3 separate regions of the Danio rerio genome follow, and all the other regions are linked to region 2. A link is a contact called in public HiCAR-type and Micro-C data. All regions are on one chromosome and are shown on one strand. Each heading gives the region's core, a stretch centred on a gene start, on an enhancer-like site or on the middle of the called end of the contact. The rest is flanking DNA. Distances are from core to core; before and after follow the strand shown.

Region 1 (2,802 bases), core at 47-2,546, 210 kb after region 2:
ACCCCACTGGCTGGTGGTAATGGTGTGGGGTATATATTCTTGGCACACTTTGGGCCCATTAATACTAACTGAGCATCGTGTCAGTGCCACACCCTACCCGAGTATTGTTGCTGCCCATGTCCATCCCATTATGACCACAGTGTACTCATCTTCTAATGGCTCCTTCCAGCAGGATGACACGCCATGTCATAAAGCGTGAATCATCTCAGATTGGTTTCTTGAACATGACAATGAGTTCACTGTACTCTGATGGCCTCTACAGGTACCAGGTCTCAATCCAATAGAGCATATGGGATGTGGTGGAACGAGAGATTTCCATCATGGATGTGCAGCTGACAACTCTGCAGCAACTGTGTGAAACTATCATGTCAATATGGACCAAAATCTCTGAGGAATATTTCCAGTGCCTTGTTAAATCCATGCCACAAAAGATTAAGACAGTTATGGAGGCAAAGGTGGGTCTAACCTGGTACTAGTAAGGTACACCTAATAAAGTGGCTGGGGGGTGTATAGAGAGAGAGATGTTTGATATAAGCATCTGCCAAATGACTGGATGTAAATATATGATATTAATGTTTAAATCAACAATAAATCAACAACAAACATTTCACAAATGTTGACTTATTTAGGATCCAGATTGTACCATTGAATGTGGTGACATAGCAGCATGTCCCGTCAACCTTCTCAGTGGCTGCAGCACAGTGGACATCTGATGCCAGAGCAGCAGGGCTCACATTCTCAGTAGCCACAACCTGAAACTGCTGAACGGGCAGAAGAGGATGAGAGCATGTCAGATCAGCTAACAATCAAACCTATACACTATCCTCATCAACAACTAATTTCCATTCATTGTTGCTTTAATAGTTTAATGTGATTAAATAGCACTATTACCACAGTCACTTTTTATACGTGCTTTTTTAAATAAACGTATTGTCTACATTCTGACGGTGTCTCTGTGATGCGCGAGTTAAAATAAAATAACTACAAAGCAGTGATATTGACAGTAGGCAATGCCTATTTAGTAATGTTTTCCCTAGCTCATAATCACTTTAGTGATTTAATATAACGTGTACACTGACGAAAAATACAGATTCTTTTTCACCCACCTGACAGTCGCGTTTTCTGGATGGTTCGTCTCTCACTTCCGTCAGGAAAACGCATGGAATCTTCTGCTGCACTGAACCCAGACGCCGCATTATTACCGCTGTTGATCAGCTCGATTGTCAAGTTGCTTTGCAGAATTACTATGGACTGATGACATCAACACATTTTCAGATCAGCCATGCGCCCACTGCTATTTTGTTCAGATTTCCTCTCGTTCCTTAGTGTGTCATGTTCTGATCTTTGTCGCCATCTATTGGAACGGAGACTTTTCATAATGGCGCAATGTGACTTGTTTAAAACTACATCTGTTTTAAATTGTACTTTCAAATAGTTGAACTCAGAAATAAACGAAGGCTGCTTTAAAATAACAAGCTCTATTCTGCATGGAGCGTGTCGTCTAAGGGGAGCGCCATGTTGACTCTCGACTTTTGCTTATTTTTGTAAGTTTTGAATGGAAAATAAATATGTCCAGTTCAGTTAAAGAGATAGTTTACACACAAACTTAAATCTGCCCCAGCAAATGCTTATTTATTTATTTTTAGCTGAAACTGTGGTCTTTGTTGAAATTTAAAATGCCGCTCGCTTGGTTTGTCACGGTTGTGGATGATTAACTGCATCATTGAAAAAAAAAAAAACTAAAGTGCATCCGGAAAGTATTCATAGCGCTTCACTTTTTCCACATATGCACACTCTATACATATACATGATACACTCCATACTCCATACATATACAGACATGATACACTGCATACTATACCTATACACAAGATACACTATACATATACACTATATATTGTGCAACCCCCAAATTCATCAATATATTTTTTTCAAATCCCATGCCAAAAAAGTATTGTGTTTAATAAATCTCTCATGAAAACAGAAACTGTAATGCCAACAACTTTAATTACAGAGAGTCTGCAGACAACCCTAAGTGCAAGAGCATCATATGCATTAATGACTTCTCATTAAATAGCATTCTGAATGTTGTCATGCCCTTCAAGAGCACTCCATTAAGCCTATTGAGTAAATATGTACCAGAGCGCGCACACACACGCACACACACACGCACGCACGCACGCACGCACACACACACACACACACAATTGTCATTTTCAGTAATATAATTTCATCTTTTGTACCATGTAACTTCATTTAGGCCAGAAAACACCTGATCCAGGCATACGATAAGCAATCCAGTGCAAAAGTGATGCGCTCCATTGGTAACATCCAGAAGAGACCTGAGGTAGGTCAATCAGTATCAAAGTCAATCAGTATCAACACACTAAAACTTTTATTTGCTATCTCCATCAGGTTTCATGCAGAAGGGCTCCAGCCGCTCACTCTCGGGCAGCATGTTGTTGAGGCGCTCCATGAGTGGTACAGTCTGGTCGATCCCCATCTGAATACGTCTCAGAATCATCGACATCTCATTGACCTTTTGGATCTGCTCGGCGTATTTGGCGTACCGCTTTTGCCTTTCCTGCATGATGCTGAACAGCGCCTCGACTGACAGGTCCATCTGACAAAAAAAACACACACACTATTTAGTATCTTGGATGTGCTTTCTGAAATTGTTTTGCTGATTAGAAATGATGGCGAATACCTCTTTGATCCTCTTGACCAAAGCATTCTGGTCAAATGCAACAGCCTCCGCACACTGGTGCAGATGATCCTGATATCGGACACACAGTTGCAGGA
Region 2 (2,700 bases), core at 87-2,586:
TCAGAAATCCAAAAACAACTATGAACTTTGTGCTGTAGATATTAAAAACAGACACTGACTTCTGCATGCTATATCAGGCTACTATTGGGTATTAAATCATTTTTAAGTTTTTACAAACAGGAAATCATGCTCAATTTTTGTATGATTATGTATTTGAAAACAATTCAGATGAGACTGACATTTATTGGCTTTAATTATACAGTTTAATTCAATTATGTGTTTGAATTGTAACTTAAAGAGTGATTGACTTTTTTTAAATAGTGATTGTTAGAATATTCCAAGTATGCATATTGCTTCCTTACATTAAAATGTTCCGAATATTAAAGCTAATGCCTAGAGCAAAATTCAACTTTGGAAAGAATCTAGTTCATATTTACATATGAATATGGGCTTTTGGTGTCTACTAGTCTTACCTTCAAGTAACTCTTCTTAACTAGTGGGTAACTTTATTAAGAATTACATTCTCCCTTACTAGCTAGTTTTAGCCCGAATACTGCTGTAGATGTCACTGTTTACCTCAGTGTTGGCAGACGTCTGTCAGATTCGACTATACATGTCACACAAACTAGAGATACGGACACATTTGAGCTGCATGTTAAATGAAATATAAGGTTAGTATGAAACTAAAAAATGCATGTGAGGATGAAACGGAGGGTATTATTTTAATGTTACACAGTATTCCCTGTTAACAAAAACTTTGACCGGTCAGCTGCGCTTCCATTATAATAACAGAATTAAAATAAATTATTCGTTTGCGTCAAGACGTTTGGATAAATCGTGTGTAATGTAAGGTAAACGTTTTCCAGAACAATCACTAATGATTTGTGTAACGCCTCAGGGTGAAAAAAAGCACCGCGCAGCAGATAGCCTACTTTACAACAAAACATATCGCAAACTATTTGCAGTCTGGACGAGCCGTAAACAAGCGACTAAATTCTGCGAAAATAAGCAGGAAAACATATCCATTAAATAAATCTCGGTTGGACGTTTAGATGGTGATTGTGAAATCGATTGAGTGAGACACAGGGCAGTAGACTGAGAGAAACTGAGGTGGGCGGGTGTGCGCTCGAGTCACGATAAAAAGGCTTTGCTCTTGGGAAAAAACTCTTGATTCTTTCCGCAGCCTTCCGTTCTCCATCGTGCGGCATGAAGCGTCTACCTGGATACTTACCATCATTACGCAAATTTAGGTGACTTTCTTTCCCTCCCGACTTGGATTCTACTTTATGATGATTTTGGATATGTACCTTTGGGATGAAGAGAACCCTTTCCCTGCCCGCAGAAGTAAGATAAAATAGGGTTTCGCTGACATTGGAGTTACTCCTCTCGTTCCATATGAAGAAGTCAAACGTAAGTGAATGGCTTTTGCTTCAACGCGACTCATTTATTGTGAGTCACATGCGACTTGCATTTGTTTGTCACTGTATTGTGCGTGCAGAAATGCACTGTTTGAAGACGGGAGGGAATATAGCTAGTGTGTTTTATATTACAAAAAAGGCGTTTAGCTTGATGCATAGTTTGTCATTTTTGGGCGCGTAATGCGCACGAAAACGAATTGTGCGCACTTAATTGGGCTAGAGCGGGTTGCCTATTTGGAAGTAGCAGCAGAATGGTTTATTTTTGTATTAAATTGACTTGTCGTTAAGTACCACAAACACGCTTTCTCATCCCGCACAAGCGAGCGTCGTTAAAATAATGTTTGTTTCCATTCCAGAGATCTTGTCAGAATCACTTTTAATCACTGTAGGTTTCTCACTGAATTTTGGTGGAAATTGAGCAAAAGTGTAAACGATCGATGCAACTTTCTAAAACAATTACCACAGGCATTATACTCAATTTTGTTGTTGTTGAATAAAATGAGTTTACAATAGTCTAATCAAATGTTCGACGTGAAATGTTTCATTTTGTTGACGGAGCGTTCATTTTGAGAATAGTATATTCGTGATAGTCATGAAAATTTAAACTTAATCATGTGTCGGAAGATATGAAGTCTTTGAAAAAGAGATAAGAGTATATAACACTGATATAAAACAACACGACCTCTGGACTTTTACGCAGGTGCTTAACCCAAAAGAAAATCTACATGCAGCTATATTTTGTGAGAACAAGATTTCCTGATACATTCCTCCCTGTCTTGGACATGTTGTACAACGGGAAATAAGCCAGTGGAAATGGTTTTCATTGACTGGGGGTGGGAGTATTTACTCAAAATTCATCAATAACGCTGCCCCTCTTTGCTTTTTTAGTGAATGTACACTTTTTGCAGCTTGTTTTTTTTTTTTTGTATACTGTAAATTAAGATTCACCTAAGGAGGCAAAAGATATTTGACATGTGCTGAGATATTTCCACTGTTACTTAAAGAAGACTAAGTCCATGATGTATGAAGAGCAGATTCACCTTGCACCTTTTTTGCTCAATTGGGAATGTTTGTTTCTTGGGAGTACGGCAGCTTTAGTATGATAAATTGACATGTGGTCTCTAGGGTTTTACTGAGATGTAGGGTTTTTGAAGACTTCATTTGTCCTTTTGTTGCATTTTTGCCCTTTTATTGATATATAGTAAAGGAGAAACAGAACATGAAGGGAGTGAAAGGGAACACGACCGAGGCTGGAATTGAACCCTGCTCTCCCATGGGCATGATAGATCAAAATGTTAGTGCATCCACACCGACAGCAAGGCTGCAATTTCAGTAAAGTAAT
Region 3 (2,700 bases), core at 113-2,612, 140 kb after region 2:
TTTTTTACCCAGACATTTAAAAAGAATATATTTTAGAGCAATAATCTCCATACCGCGACACCGCAAAACTGTGATATTTATATCCAAGGTTATCATACCGTCAGAATCTTATACCAGCCCATGCCTATTAATATGACTTCAAAACAACATCAGACCTATTTAACTGTGACTGTGAACCATGTTGTACTTTGATTGTCATTAGATGTTAAATTAATTTTAAAATTTAGAGTTTGCGAAAAATGATTTTGTGAAATTAAATTACTAAGGAGAGAGTAAGCACCGGAGCACCCGGAGGAAACCCACACCAACACGGGGAGAACATGCAACTCCACACAGAAATGCCAACTAGCCCAGCTGGGACTCGAACCAGCGACCTTCTTGCTGTGAAGCAACAGTGTTCAATTATATTATTTATGTTTAATACATTTTCACTATTTAAGGTTCCTGTAATTTTGATGTGGTTTTATCATTGTGATTGGTTTTGTTTATTTTACATAAAGCTGAAAGAAAATGTTAGAACCTCTAAATGAAAACTAGAATTGATACAGGTAAATGTATTTTTTGTTAAATTATCAAAATGACTACAATTTACTTGAAGCATACTAATGAAGTAACTAATTGAAACATAAAGAAATACTATAACAGTGTTTAGATAATACTAAAACAATAATGAGAAGTAAATGTACTTTGTGAATGTTTTAGACCAGATCGGACATATAAATAAATAAACATACATACAAATACATAATCGTCAATCTTTCAATATTTCATTCATTTCGATGACCTTTTCCATCCCTGGAAAACCTTTTAAAAGCCTCAGAAATTGTATATAACCTTTCTAAAACAAGTTTATATTAGAATACTGCATTACGTCCTTAAGCAGCTACGAAATGCAGCAATAAAAGAGCAGATTAATCGCAGTAATAATGGGATAATCTGTGTGGACTGAGCGGAGCAGAGAGGGCGCAGCCTCACAGATCATATGCTATCAGTTAGCATTTGTTTTACATTCAGATCAATCGATTAATTAACACATTACAGTCAGAAAATAAAACATCGACACAACAACCAAGCGTAAAAAATAAGCTACATTTTAGTGAAAATAAAAAGACAACTGGACACATAAAAGACTGCTGGGTTTAAAGAACAAACATAACTTCAGCTGTGCTTTTAGCATTCACTGGTTTCAGTCATTTCACAATATCTTCTCTGTCAGCAGTCATCGCTAGGATGTAATTAAAGCAACTCACCTTGTCATGTCTGGGGAAAAGCTAAATGAAAAGAGAATATGTTTGTTTATGTTGACTAAAGCAGCAAGTTCGATCCACGGCATTGAATTAACAGAGTCCAACAACTGCTTCCGGGTCAAAATGCCTGGCACAACAAAAGTAGGGAATTACAGAGTAGCCGTTCGCGGATTTTGTGTTTCTGTAATGCCATTTCAAATAACGTATAGACACAGATAGATATATGGTTTTAGTTGTGATTCCCTTATAATGAATGGACCGCGTATAAAGGAAATATTTTTTTTAAAAAGAATCCAAACAGAGACAATTTTACGACGTTACGTTTTACGACTGTTTTCCTTGTTGCCTAGCAGCAGCGGGAGCGCAAGAGGAACCCAAGATGGCTTAATAAGGTCTGAAAACGTTATTTTCAGTGTCTTTAGTTTCACAAATATGTGTAAAAGTTGACATTAAGACGTGTTCAAATTTAGGTTTATGCTAACGAACAAAACCAACCCAAATACGAGCAATTGCATGCATTTCTAATTATCGACATTGTGAGAACTAACTAACGTTATATGTCTGGCTAATATATTTAGCATGGCGTTTTGTCGTGTATTTATTATTCTGCTATGACTCTTTTGTGCTGTGACGGTATATGGTGTTGTTTTCAATGAGAAGTCCGTGTGAAGAAATAAACTACATTCGTTTTGCATGTTGTCTGTAGGTAGAAAAAGACTGGCAATCTCAGCATCAGTTGTTCAGTTCAGCTCTGGGGGACATTTGCAGCTGACCTGAAGAATGCCTGCGGCCGCAGACTGGCGGCTCCTCATGGGAATGGATCCAGAGGATCTGGGGGATGAGGATGAGAAGATCTGTGATTTGATTTTAATGGTAATCTGACACGTTTGAGGCACACTAATTGTGAGGAGTGTAGCTAGATGTTACAACAATCTGCAACTACAATACAACAATCTGGAGTTGCAATTATTAAAGAAACACTTATATATATATATATATATATATATATATATATATATATATATATATATATATATATATATATATATTTTTTTTTTTTTTTTTTTTTTTTTTTATATTTTTTTTTTAATGATCACACACACAATATGTGATCATTAAAAAATGTATTTTAGACTCAACATTCTTGAATAGAATTATGGTTGTGTAAATTAGTGTTTCTGAAACACATTCCTGTGGGACCACCATCATTGCATGTTTTGGGTGTCACACTCATAACAGATAGAGGTAAAGTTGGTTTTATATTTGGATATTGAGACATTCTCATTAGTAATATAATTTAGATAACTTCTTTGCAAATTTTTAATAGAGAAATCTTATTAGCAGCAAATAACTATCAAAGTACAGCATTGTTCACAGTGAATTAGATAGTGTTAATGTTGATTAGGAGTCATACGAATATTCAAAGTAACATGGTAAACAATTTAGGGACTTC

The links. Hi-C and Micro-C count contacts between places; a contact is called where the count stands out from the background. HiCAR-type assays count read pairs that join an accessible place to other places.
Region 1: a HiCAR-type map of caudal fin shows a contact between it and region 2, with 4 times the contacts expected there. The contact joins the promoter of rlig1 here to the promoter of kitlga in region 2. A contact is called at or near these places in 2 of 4 datasets of contacts at active chromatin or transcription factors (caudal fin and embryo).
Region 3: a contact with region 2 is called in a Micro-C map of caudal fin, with 2.7 times the contacts expected there. The contact joins the promoter of tmtc3 here to the promoter of kitlga in region 2. A contact is called at or near these places in 2 of 18 Hi-C or Micro-C datasets (caudal fin and an unstated tissue) and 3 of 4 datasets of contacts at active chromatin or transcription factors (caudal fin, embryo and gastrula embryo).

Annotation. Positions count from the first base shown.
Region 1 is chr25:18,901,102-18,903,903 of GRCz12tu, reverse strand. rlig1 (RNA 5'-phosphate and 3'-OH ligase 1) reads right to left here and starts at 1,296. Exons shown (of 7, transcript NM_001008606.1): 1 at 1,107-1,296; 2 at 644-761. The coding sequence starts at 1,196. It overlaps borcs5 (BLOC-1 related complex subunit 5), which reads right to left. Exons shown (of 6, transcript NM_001007052.2): 4 at 2,708-2,802; 5 at 2,446-2,623; 6 at 1,989-2,342. The coding sequence ends at 2,257.
Region 2 is chr25:19,112,354-19,115,053 of GRCz12tu, reverse strand. It overlaps kitlga (kit ligand a), which reads left to right and starts at 1,336. Exons shown (of 9, transcript NM_001018123.1): 1 at 1,336-1,350. The coding sequence starts at 1,336. All of the region lies in intron 2 of LOC141380951 (a long non-coding RNA gene), which reads right to left.
Region 3 is chr25:18,975,225-18,977,924 of GRCz12tu, reverse strand. tmtc3 (transmembrane O-mannosyltransferase targeting cadherins 3) reads right to left here and starts at 1,362. Exons shown (of 14, transcript XM_001922451.9): 1 at 1,251-1,362. cep290 (centrosomal protein 290) reads left to right here and starts at 2,028. Exons shown (of 52, transcript NM_001168267.1): 1 at 2,028-2,120. The coding sequence starts at 2,028.